Linked DNA regions of Mus musculus: all the other regions are linked to region 2. The links are chromatin contacts, called in public HiChIP or PLAC-seq maps. All regions are on one chromosome and are shown on one strand. Each heading gives the region's core, a stretch centred on a gene start, on an enhancer-like site or on the middle of the called end of the contact. The rest is flanking DNA. Distances are from core to core; before and after follow the strand shown. Region 1 overlaps Dlgap1 (DLG associated protein 1). Region 2 holds the start of Myl12a (myosin, light chain 12A, regulatory, non-sarcomeric). Region 3 has its middle 18 kb from the start of Lpin2.

The links. HiChIP or PLAC-seq counts read pairs in DNA pulled down with a chosen protein or histone mark.
Region 1: an H3K4me3 HiChIP or PLAC-seq map of embryonic stem cells shows a contact between it and region 2, with 2.7 times the contacts expected there. The contact joins the enhancer-like site here to the promoter of Myl12a in region 2. A contact is called at or near these places in 6 of 39 promoter capture datasets (the C10 cell line, cranial neural crest, embryonic stem cells and 2 more), 21 of 115 datasets of contacts at active chromatin or transcription factors (the SCID.adh cell line, bone marrow-derived macrophages, craniofacial prominence and 10 more) and 2 of 9 other capture datasets (adipose tissue and liver).
Region 3: an H3K4me3 HiChIP or PLAC-seq map of bone marrow-derived macrophages shows a contact between it and region 2, with 4 times the contacts expected there. The contact joins the enhancer-like site here to the promoter of Myl12a in region 2. A contact is called at or near these places in 13 of 39 promoter capture datasets (3T3-L1-derived adipocytes, the C10 cell line, the HPC-7 cell line and 10 more), 1 of 484 Hi-C or Micro-C datasets (bone marrow-derived macrophages), 9 of 115 datasets of contacts at active chromatin or transcription factors (the SCID.adh cell line, bone marrow-derived macrophages, embryonic stem cells and 6 more) and 3 of 9 other capture datasets (adipose tissue, liver and pancreatic islet).

The regions. Positions count from the first base shown.
Region 1 is chr17:70,778,340-70,781,039 of GRCm38.p6, reverse strand. All of the region lies in intron 8 of Dlgap1 (DLG associated protein 1), which reads right to left. The region is part of intron 3 of Gm41609 (predicted gene, 41609); the gene reads left to right. Among named protein-coding and RNA genes, the nearest start is that of Gm41609, 26 kb to the left of the region's middle. Within about 2 kb of position 1,354, at least 46 of the 459 cell types and tissues checked have an H3K27ac peak or open chromatin away from gene starts, as enhancers often do. A contact at or near this core is called in the SCID.adh cell line, embryonic stem cells, epiblast stem cells and 1 more, where this site is marked.
Region 2 is chr17:71,001,232-71,003,931 of GRCm38.p6, reverse strand. Myl12a (myosin, light chain 12A, regulatory, non-sarcomeric) reads left to right here and starts at 1,399. Exons shown (of 4, transcript NM_026064.2): 1 at 1,399-1,824. It also overlaps a transcript of Myom1 not described here.
Region 3 is chr17:71,163,774-71,166,473 of GRCm38.p6, reverse strand. No RefSeq gene overlaps it. Among named protein-coding and RNA genes, the nearest start is that of Lpin2, 18 kb to the left of the region's middle. Within about 2 kb of position 1,308, at least 94 of the 459 cell types and tissues checked have an H3K27ac peak or open chromatin away from gene starts, as enhancers often do. A contact at or near this core is called in the HPC-7 cell line, adipose tissue, bone marrow-derived macrophages and 3 more, where this site is marked.

The DNA of each region.
Region 1 (2,700 bases), core at 105-2,604, 220 kb after region 2:
TTTCTATGTGTAACAGTTTTCAAATGCTCTTACAGGTTCTTGCGCAGAAAGGGGGTGGGGGGCGACACAAAGGAGCAACAGCTAAGCATCGCCATCTTCAGTGTGGTGTGGTGTGGTGTGGTGTGGTGTGTGTGTGAAGGCTGGAGAGTTTGAATCCAGGCCTAAGCAGGAACTAGGTAAGTGCTCACCTACAGCGCTACCTTTCTATGCTGACATTTGTTTGCTGTCTGGACCTGCCTGGCGGTCCAGTGACGTTCAAGCCAAGTGGACATTTTAGGGAGGCAAATTCAGTCATACCAGGGCAGAGGTCGTCCGCCCGCCCCCCCCCCCCCCCCCAGTTTCTGGTCATCCTCTTTAGTCCTTTGCTTCCATAGCACTTGTCTTTCAGAACTAAGTCTGGCGACTAAGTTGAGAATGTGACTCTTAGGCCGTTCTTTCTTCTTAGGGGCTTTTGCACCAAGCTCCTGTCAAGGTTCTTGTGGGATCTGAAAATGTATTCCCCTCTGCCACAGCAGTCTTGGTGATTTGTGAGCTGGCAGCATTTCTGATAAAGACCCAACATAACTCATTATACAAAGTAAAGTACAAAAGAAAGGGGCAGGAGACTGAGGTCAAGCCTCCCTGAAAAATGTACTCTTTCCAGTCAGAGCTTCCAAGTGAAGAGTGGGTGCAAGAGACCAACCTAGGCCCTCTACAGGAGCTCATGGTCTTAACTGCTGAGCTAGTACTTCAGTCTCACTGACATATTTTAGCACAGCTTTGCTTAAGTGAAAGTCATAGTCTCTTTGCTTTCTGAGAACTAAATGATCTTTAAAAAACAAAATATACATGCAAAGAGGAAGAAATGGAAAGAGAGAAAATAGAAGGGAGAGAAGAAAGGAAGAGAGGCAGAGAGGAGGGGAAAAGGAAAAGGAAGGGGTGGGCGGGGGGCGGGGGGGGCTCTCTGTAGAATTAAGGGCCATACATTTGAGGTCAGCTTGGATTTAGGCTGGACTTCAGGCTTTTGAAATTTGAAACCTGTGAAGGGCGCGCCTTTAAAACTCAGGTGCTAGGAACGATCTGATTAGGTTACATCATTGTTAAGCAAAGGAAAGAGAACCGAGAAGGGTGGGTGCTGGTTGTTTGGTTGTTTAAGGAGATGGTATGGAGTGTGTTGAACCCAGAATTTCTAGGAGGGCAAAGCAGGGATTGTAGCCTTAGACTTAAAGTGGCTGTTTCTCGGGCCTCTGTTTCTCAGGCCCCTCTCTTGCTTTTTACTTTTTGTTTTAGTATCTCGTTTAGCTGAGATCACTAAGCGCTCAAATATTTACACCTGTGTAAATATGAAGTCACTTGTGATCAAAGGAGGAATCTCTTATAGTGGCTGTCATTGTGGTCAAAGAGAACGGTGGTGTGGCTTCTCTAGAGCTTGTTCGGCCCAGTCATGAGCCTGCTGTGAGCTCTTTCTTTTATTCTGAAAAATAGGGACTTGGGGCTGGTGAGGTGGCTCACTTGATGACCTAAGTTGGATCCCTGGGAACCATACAGTGCAGAGAACCAACTGATTCCTGTAAGTTTTTAATGCCAAGATATCTTTTTGTATGTTTGTTTATAGTCAGCAAACTCTTACGGTCTAAGTACCAAGCACAATGGGAGGGCTGCAGTAGGAGAAGGGGCAGGGGCTCTCTAAGTGGCAAGTGAAACAGAGCAGGGGAGTTTTTTGTTTGTTTGTTTGTTTTGTAAGTCAAAGTGTCTCTGTGTCAATTCTCTTTCCACAAACATATAGGAAAAGATTCTGACTTTCTTTTCCGTTGAGTGCTCACAGGTCTGAATTCACACAGCATTCACTGTGAAACAAGGCTCATGGTCTGACTAGCACAAGTACTGGAGGAAGTACTTGTGCAGTGAGAAAAACTCTGGGAAGCAGGGCCGTGGCTGGGGAGCTTGGTCACTGGGGCTACTGAAGGTAATTGCTATTCCTTATTCCTCTGATTCTTGTCGGCCTCAGGTGAAGAACTGTATCACGTGTTTCCAGTCCAGTGATGCTCTGCCCAAGCACATGGGACCAAGCAGCCATGAACTGATTCTCCTGAAACCATAAAACAAATCTTTGCTACTTGAAGCCAATCTCTGAGATATTTTGATCAAAGCAACATAAATAAGCAGGCAGACTTAAGTCATACAGAAAATTGGTTTCATGTACTTACATATAATAAATAAACAAATCTTTAAAAAAGGGGGGGGCTAGAGAGATGGCTCAGTGGTTAAGAGCACTGACTGCTCTTCCGAAGGTCCTGAGTTCAAATCCCAGCAACCACATGATGGCTCACAACCATCCATAACAAGATATGACTTCCTCTTCTGGTGTGTCTAAAGACAGCTACAGTGTACTTACATATAATAAACAAATCTTTAAAAAAAAAGAAAGAAAATTGGTTTCAGACGTGGGGTTACTGCTATGACTAAAATCTAACCATGTAGTTTTTTGTTTTTTGTGTTTTTTTACCATGTAGTTCTTAAACCTTTTTTTTTTTAAAGATTTATTTATTGTTATATATAAGTACACTGTAGCTGTCTTCAGACACACCAGAAGAGGGCATCAGATCTCATTATGGGGTTGTGAGCCACCATGTGGTTGCTGGGATTTGAACTCAGGACCTTCAGAAGAGCAGTCAGTGCTCTTAACCGCTGAGCCATCTCGTCAGCCCCAGTTCTTAAACC
Region 2 (2,700 bases), core at 150-2,649:
CCACCTTGATTTGATATGTCCATGGTTATCTATGGCAATGAATACAGGGTGAACAGAAACCAATTTCATATGAGCTGGGTTCTTTGCCCCTCCAGAGGACCTGACACACTTCTCTCTCCTCTTTCCTCTATCAACTCCTAGAATCGGCACAATTGCCCTCTGGGACATCTTCCACTAGTCCCCAGGTAGGTTTATTTGCTCTTCTGTAACTTATTCATATTTGTTTCCTTGTAGATCTCCGCCCTTTCTCTTCCATCCCACAACCCAGTCCCGAGGTAGCAACTGTTCATTTTAAAACAGGCAAGCCAGAGCCTTCCCCCTCCTCCCACAGCACTTACCAGTCTAAACCTATTGATTCATTTGGCAAGGACATATCAGGCAGCTCCTAGAGAAGCAACAAGGTCCCGTTTTCCAGCTGAGGTGGGACGGATAATGCCCATCCTGAAAAGGGGTTTTGGTGTTCTCCTTCTGGACAGGGAGCTGAGGAAGGCCTAAGCTTTCCAGGGTGACAGGCCACCTCCTCGTAGAGGCATTAGGGCATTGCTGCACTGCCTCAGAATCCACGGTCTCTGACTGCTCAGACCTCTGAGTTTGTACTGTCATAGCCAGCCACCAGCTGTGTCCCCAGTCTTCCTTAAAAGTCATGTTGGGCCCCTTAAAGTCCCTGAAGATGAAGAACACACTCTTAAAGACCTTGGTGTAGGGAGCTGGAGATGAAGTACCCAGTTATTTGTATTTGTACAAGTATCAAAGGGAGAAAAATTTTGTTTCTGACATCTGTAGGATTAGGACATTTTCCCCCTCAGCGGCTCTGCTTTTGAGTTAACTTCAAACCATATCACTGATTAATGGGAGGAATGTTTCTTGAAGAAAACATCCAGTCTTGGGGATACGAATCCCGCCAGGCTCGTAATAATCTCTCTTCCTTTAAATAAGAACTATTGTTAGCAGCTGCTCCACGCAAGGAGACCCGGCGGGTAAATTGGTCCAGCACTTTATTCCAATTACATCATTCACCCTCGAGCGACATAGGTGGAGCAAGCAGGAGTCACCATCAGGGTAAAGGGGGACTCTTGTAGAAAGTTCCAGAGAACGTTTGGGAAGAGGGCAATCGATATTGAATTCATGAACTCTTAAGTGGACCAAAGAGACAGCGCGGCGGCGGCCCTGAAACTTCAGTGTTTCCTCCCGCGTGGGAAGCGTGAAGAACTCCATAAAAAACTCCCACGCTGCCCAGACCCAGAGGCGCTGACCTAGACAGTGAGTCACCCTAGCTTCCTGCGCAGGCGCGCTCCAGCTGCGGGGCGAGGGGAGGCCCCGGGCTCTGGGGGGCGGGGCCAGGGCCAGTCACGTGACGTCCGCGGCCCGGCTCCTCAATTGCCCTAAAAGGACTTAGACGGGGGTCCCCGCCTCTCGCCGCGCTCTGGAATGCGGGCAGAGGGAGAGCTCCGGGCCAGGCGCAACCATCTGCTGACAGGGGGGAGGGCGCAGAATCACAATTCTAAAAGAGACGGGAGAAAGAGGAAGAGCCGGTGATTAGACCGAGAGACCCTCCACAGGATTCTTTAAGCCCTACTCCGCGTCCCGGACTCCCCGTCGGCGCCCCACGCCTGCCATCCGCTCTGTCACCTTCCCCGAGGCGCCCCCTCCCGTCCGGGCTGGCGCACCGAGGCGAAGGAGCATGGCCGCTAGGCTTCCTTCCGGTTCGCGAGCGGAGGCCGGAAGTGGCCGTACTGCGGAGTCTGGAAAGTTAGAAAGTCTGGGAGGGCGGCAGCGGCGGAGCTTCGCGGAGACGCTCACTCTCGGTTCTCGCGGCTGAGCAGGGTGAGTGGTGCTGGCCGCGGCGCGGGGCGGGGGCGGCTCGGTCCGGCCCGGGAAGGTGTCCCCGCGGGGCGGCGGGGACCGGCGGGAGCCGCGGCTCGGGGAGCGTACCTGGGCATGTGTGCGCGAGCCGGGGGAGAGCTGGAGCGAGCTGGGGGCGGCCGGGGCGCAGACCCCGCTCTGCTTCCCACACTAGGAACTTGGGAAATGTTGCTTAGCTCGCCGGCGCCGCGCGCCTTGGATCCTTGCCTCCCCGCGAAACCAGAGAGCCCCAGAGAGCTGACTCCGGAGCTCTGTTGAGTTGCTAACGTAAACTTGCCGGGATCGAGGAGGGAGTGTGCGGATAAAACCGTAAGATAGCACCGCCACCCTCGGCAACTGTCGTCGCAGCTGCGCGGCTATGTGTAGTAGCAAGACCCTGTTCAGATATACAACTCTAGTGTGCGCCCCTCTAAGTAAAACTTTTTTAAAGCGGTATTTGAACAGAGAGGAGATTTAGAGCTTCTTTTGCCTGTCGAGGGGGCTAAGTCGACTCTACAGAGGAGTGTTATTAAGAGTCTTTCAGTAGGCGTATAAACTATATTATAGATCTTTAGAGATCTTTTAAGATTTTAACATCTGAAGTGCAGACGTTGTATCAAAAGGTGACGAAAGCGAATCTTCACTAAAATTGCTGATATTTTCTTTTTTTTCTGGATGGCCTTTGATGAGGATTAATTAGAAAGGTATTTTGTCTTCAAAAGTGAGGTGTAGTTGACAAGTCGATCCTGGCGACTAATGACTTTTAAAAGGTGCTCAAAACTTTTTTTGGGTGTGGCTGTGGGAAGATCCAAGCTGACTGTCAACCGGAAGTGTGCCTAAGAAATAAAGACTTGGTTT
Region 3 (2,700 bases), core at 59-2,558, 160 kb before region 2:
ATACCCAGTGGTTCCATATTCTAGCACAGAGATTTGTTGTACATATTCATTGCTGTTCTACTCAGAATGGCCAGGGAGTGGACTCAGCTTGGATGCTCATCAACAGGTGAATGGATAATGAAAATGTGATACATGTGCAGAACAGAATTTTACTAATTTGTAAAGAAAAAGGAAATTATAAAACTTGAAAGATAAAAATCCTCCTACTCTCTCATGTATATAAATATAGGTGGAGCCTAAAAAAACTAGAAGAGACAGACCAAGCAAAGGTGAAGAGAGAGACAGAGGAGATGGAGAGATGGCTAGCAGCTCTCCCAGTACTGCAGGGCTCTGTTCTCAGCACCTACGCGCTAGCCCAATTATCAGTAACTCTACTTCCAGGGATAGCCTCATAGGGAACCACACGTGCATGCGGTCCCTAGAACATCCATGCAGAAAGAACAGCAATACGCATACAATAAATTAATAAAATCAAATAATACATGTGTACAATATGGAAATGAAATTAGTAGAAGAAGCTCCTAAAAGGAAAACAGGGTGCCTAACACAGAGTAATAGAATAGGAACTATGCAGTTTTAGAAAAAGGTTTATATTCATTATTTTAAATTGTATCTCTGCGTGGGTGTGTGCACATGAGGACAGCGCTAGGGAAGCCAGAAGCATTGAGTTCCAAGGAGCTCAGCTACAGGAGTATGTGAGCCATCTGCTGTGGGTCCTGCTGAGTTCAGGACTTCTGCAAAAGAAATATGTGTTCTTCACTCCCAAGCCTGGAACTATGGGGTCTGATTAAATTAAAATAGTGGCAATTATTCCATAAATTCCAATTAAATAAAAGATGTTTGAGGATGTTTACCTAAACATTAAAAAAAAAAAAAACCCTGAAATTTTGAAATTTGGGTACATGGCAAAAATTTCATTTTACTTTATAATTAAAATTTATGATTATTATGCTAAGAATAAAATTAATTGATAGTTGTAATAACATAGTATAGACATTTCTAGGAATGGAACTAACCCAATCTAAAAATACTTATTTGTAAGGTAAACATTTTTTTTAACATTTTAGTTTGTAATGTAAATAAAGTTTATTTCCTGTTATTTTTCACTCACTCATTAATCTCTATAGGGATCCAGTTAAGTCACCAAGTTTGTTTCCTTTTGATACATGCTGATGTAGCAGACAACAGCAACAGAGCATGTGGTATGACTCGTTCAAATTACCCAGCTAACCACGCACAGTCAGCTGGGGATGGAACAGAAAGGCCTGACTCACTATGTTGTCTTCCCAAGTTGTGAAATCTTCCTTCTTCCTGTTGACAAATCTGGCTTACTCACAGATACGACCTAGCAGAGCGCTAAATATGACACGAGACAGAAGTGTAGCATGAGGCCCTATCAGCTTCCCCTATGAAACTCATAGCGTGTGGTCTTCCCTGAACACAAGGAAATTGGGCCCTCACCAAAAGGCAGGCACTACTGCAGGACTGAAACTCTGAGCAGATGTTAGAAGGTGAAGAAGAAGAAAAAAAACTTTCTTAAAAATGCTATTTACTAGTAGCATACAAGTGCGAATAACTTGCAAAATAAATCCATTTTTCTTGTTTCTGGCATGTGTATGCTGTGGTACACATATGTGTATGTATGCATGGTACACATATGTGTATGTACATGTGTACATGAATCCCTGTGCATGGGACTGATTTGTATCTCATATATAGAGGCAGGGCCTCTCACTCGAACCCAGAATTCACCCCTTCAACTAGTCTGGCTAGCCAGGATCCTGGTCTCTGTGGTTACAGGTAGGCCACCACATCTGCCTGGCACTATGTGGGCTCTGGGGATCCAAACTCTGCACTTACCATCTCACAATGTACTTCTGTAAGAAGCAAACTAGCTGGGCATGGCGGCTCATACCTGCAACAGAAGCACCTGGGAAGCCGAAGCAAGAGGCAGTACAAGTTCTAGGCCAACCCAGACCTTGTCTAAAAATCAAATAAATCAATAAACAAGAAAGAGCAATTGACACATCAAAAAAAAAAACCAAAAAAAAAAAAAACAAAAAAAAAAACAAAAACAAAAAAACCCTCTTTCTTCCAAACCTAAATCAAAATAAGACCAAAAAAAAAAAAAAAAAAAAAAAAAAAAAAGGAGAGAAAGAGAAAAGAAAGCATAGATTTTTTTTTTTTTCTCCCAAAGGTTAGACCCTAGTTAGATTACACTTGAATATCTGTTTCTGCCATGGTTAAATCAGAAAAGCTCTGATCAGGTCAACTTATACTGATCACCTCATAGGGAAAGCATTCTAAATAATCAATTTATTTTCTTCTTGCTCCTGACCTTTACCATCTGACACCTGCCACTAAGTATATTCTATATGTTATACATACCATATATGTGTGTTATATAAAATACATGTTATTATACATACTATATAATACAAAATTTATAACACATGTTTTCTTGTTTATATATTTTTTCTCATTTATATGAAATATATAACATATACTTTATCTATAGTTATATAAAATATATAACATACTTTATATATAGTTATATAAAATATATTTGCATATAGCCTCTCTTGCTACTTGCTCTTGAATTTCATGTCTTCCTATCAACCTTTCACTGATTTTGTGCTCGCCTGGCTGAATTCCATCCATTTGTCCTGTGTGTTCCCATTGAACCAGGAGGTTATAGCC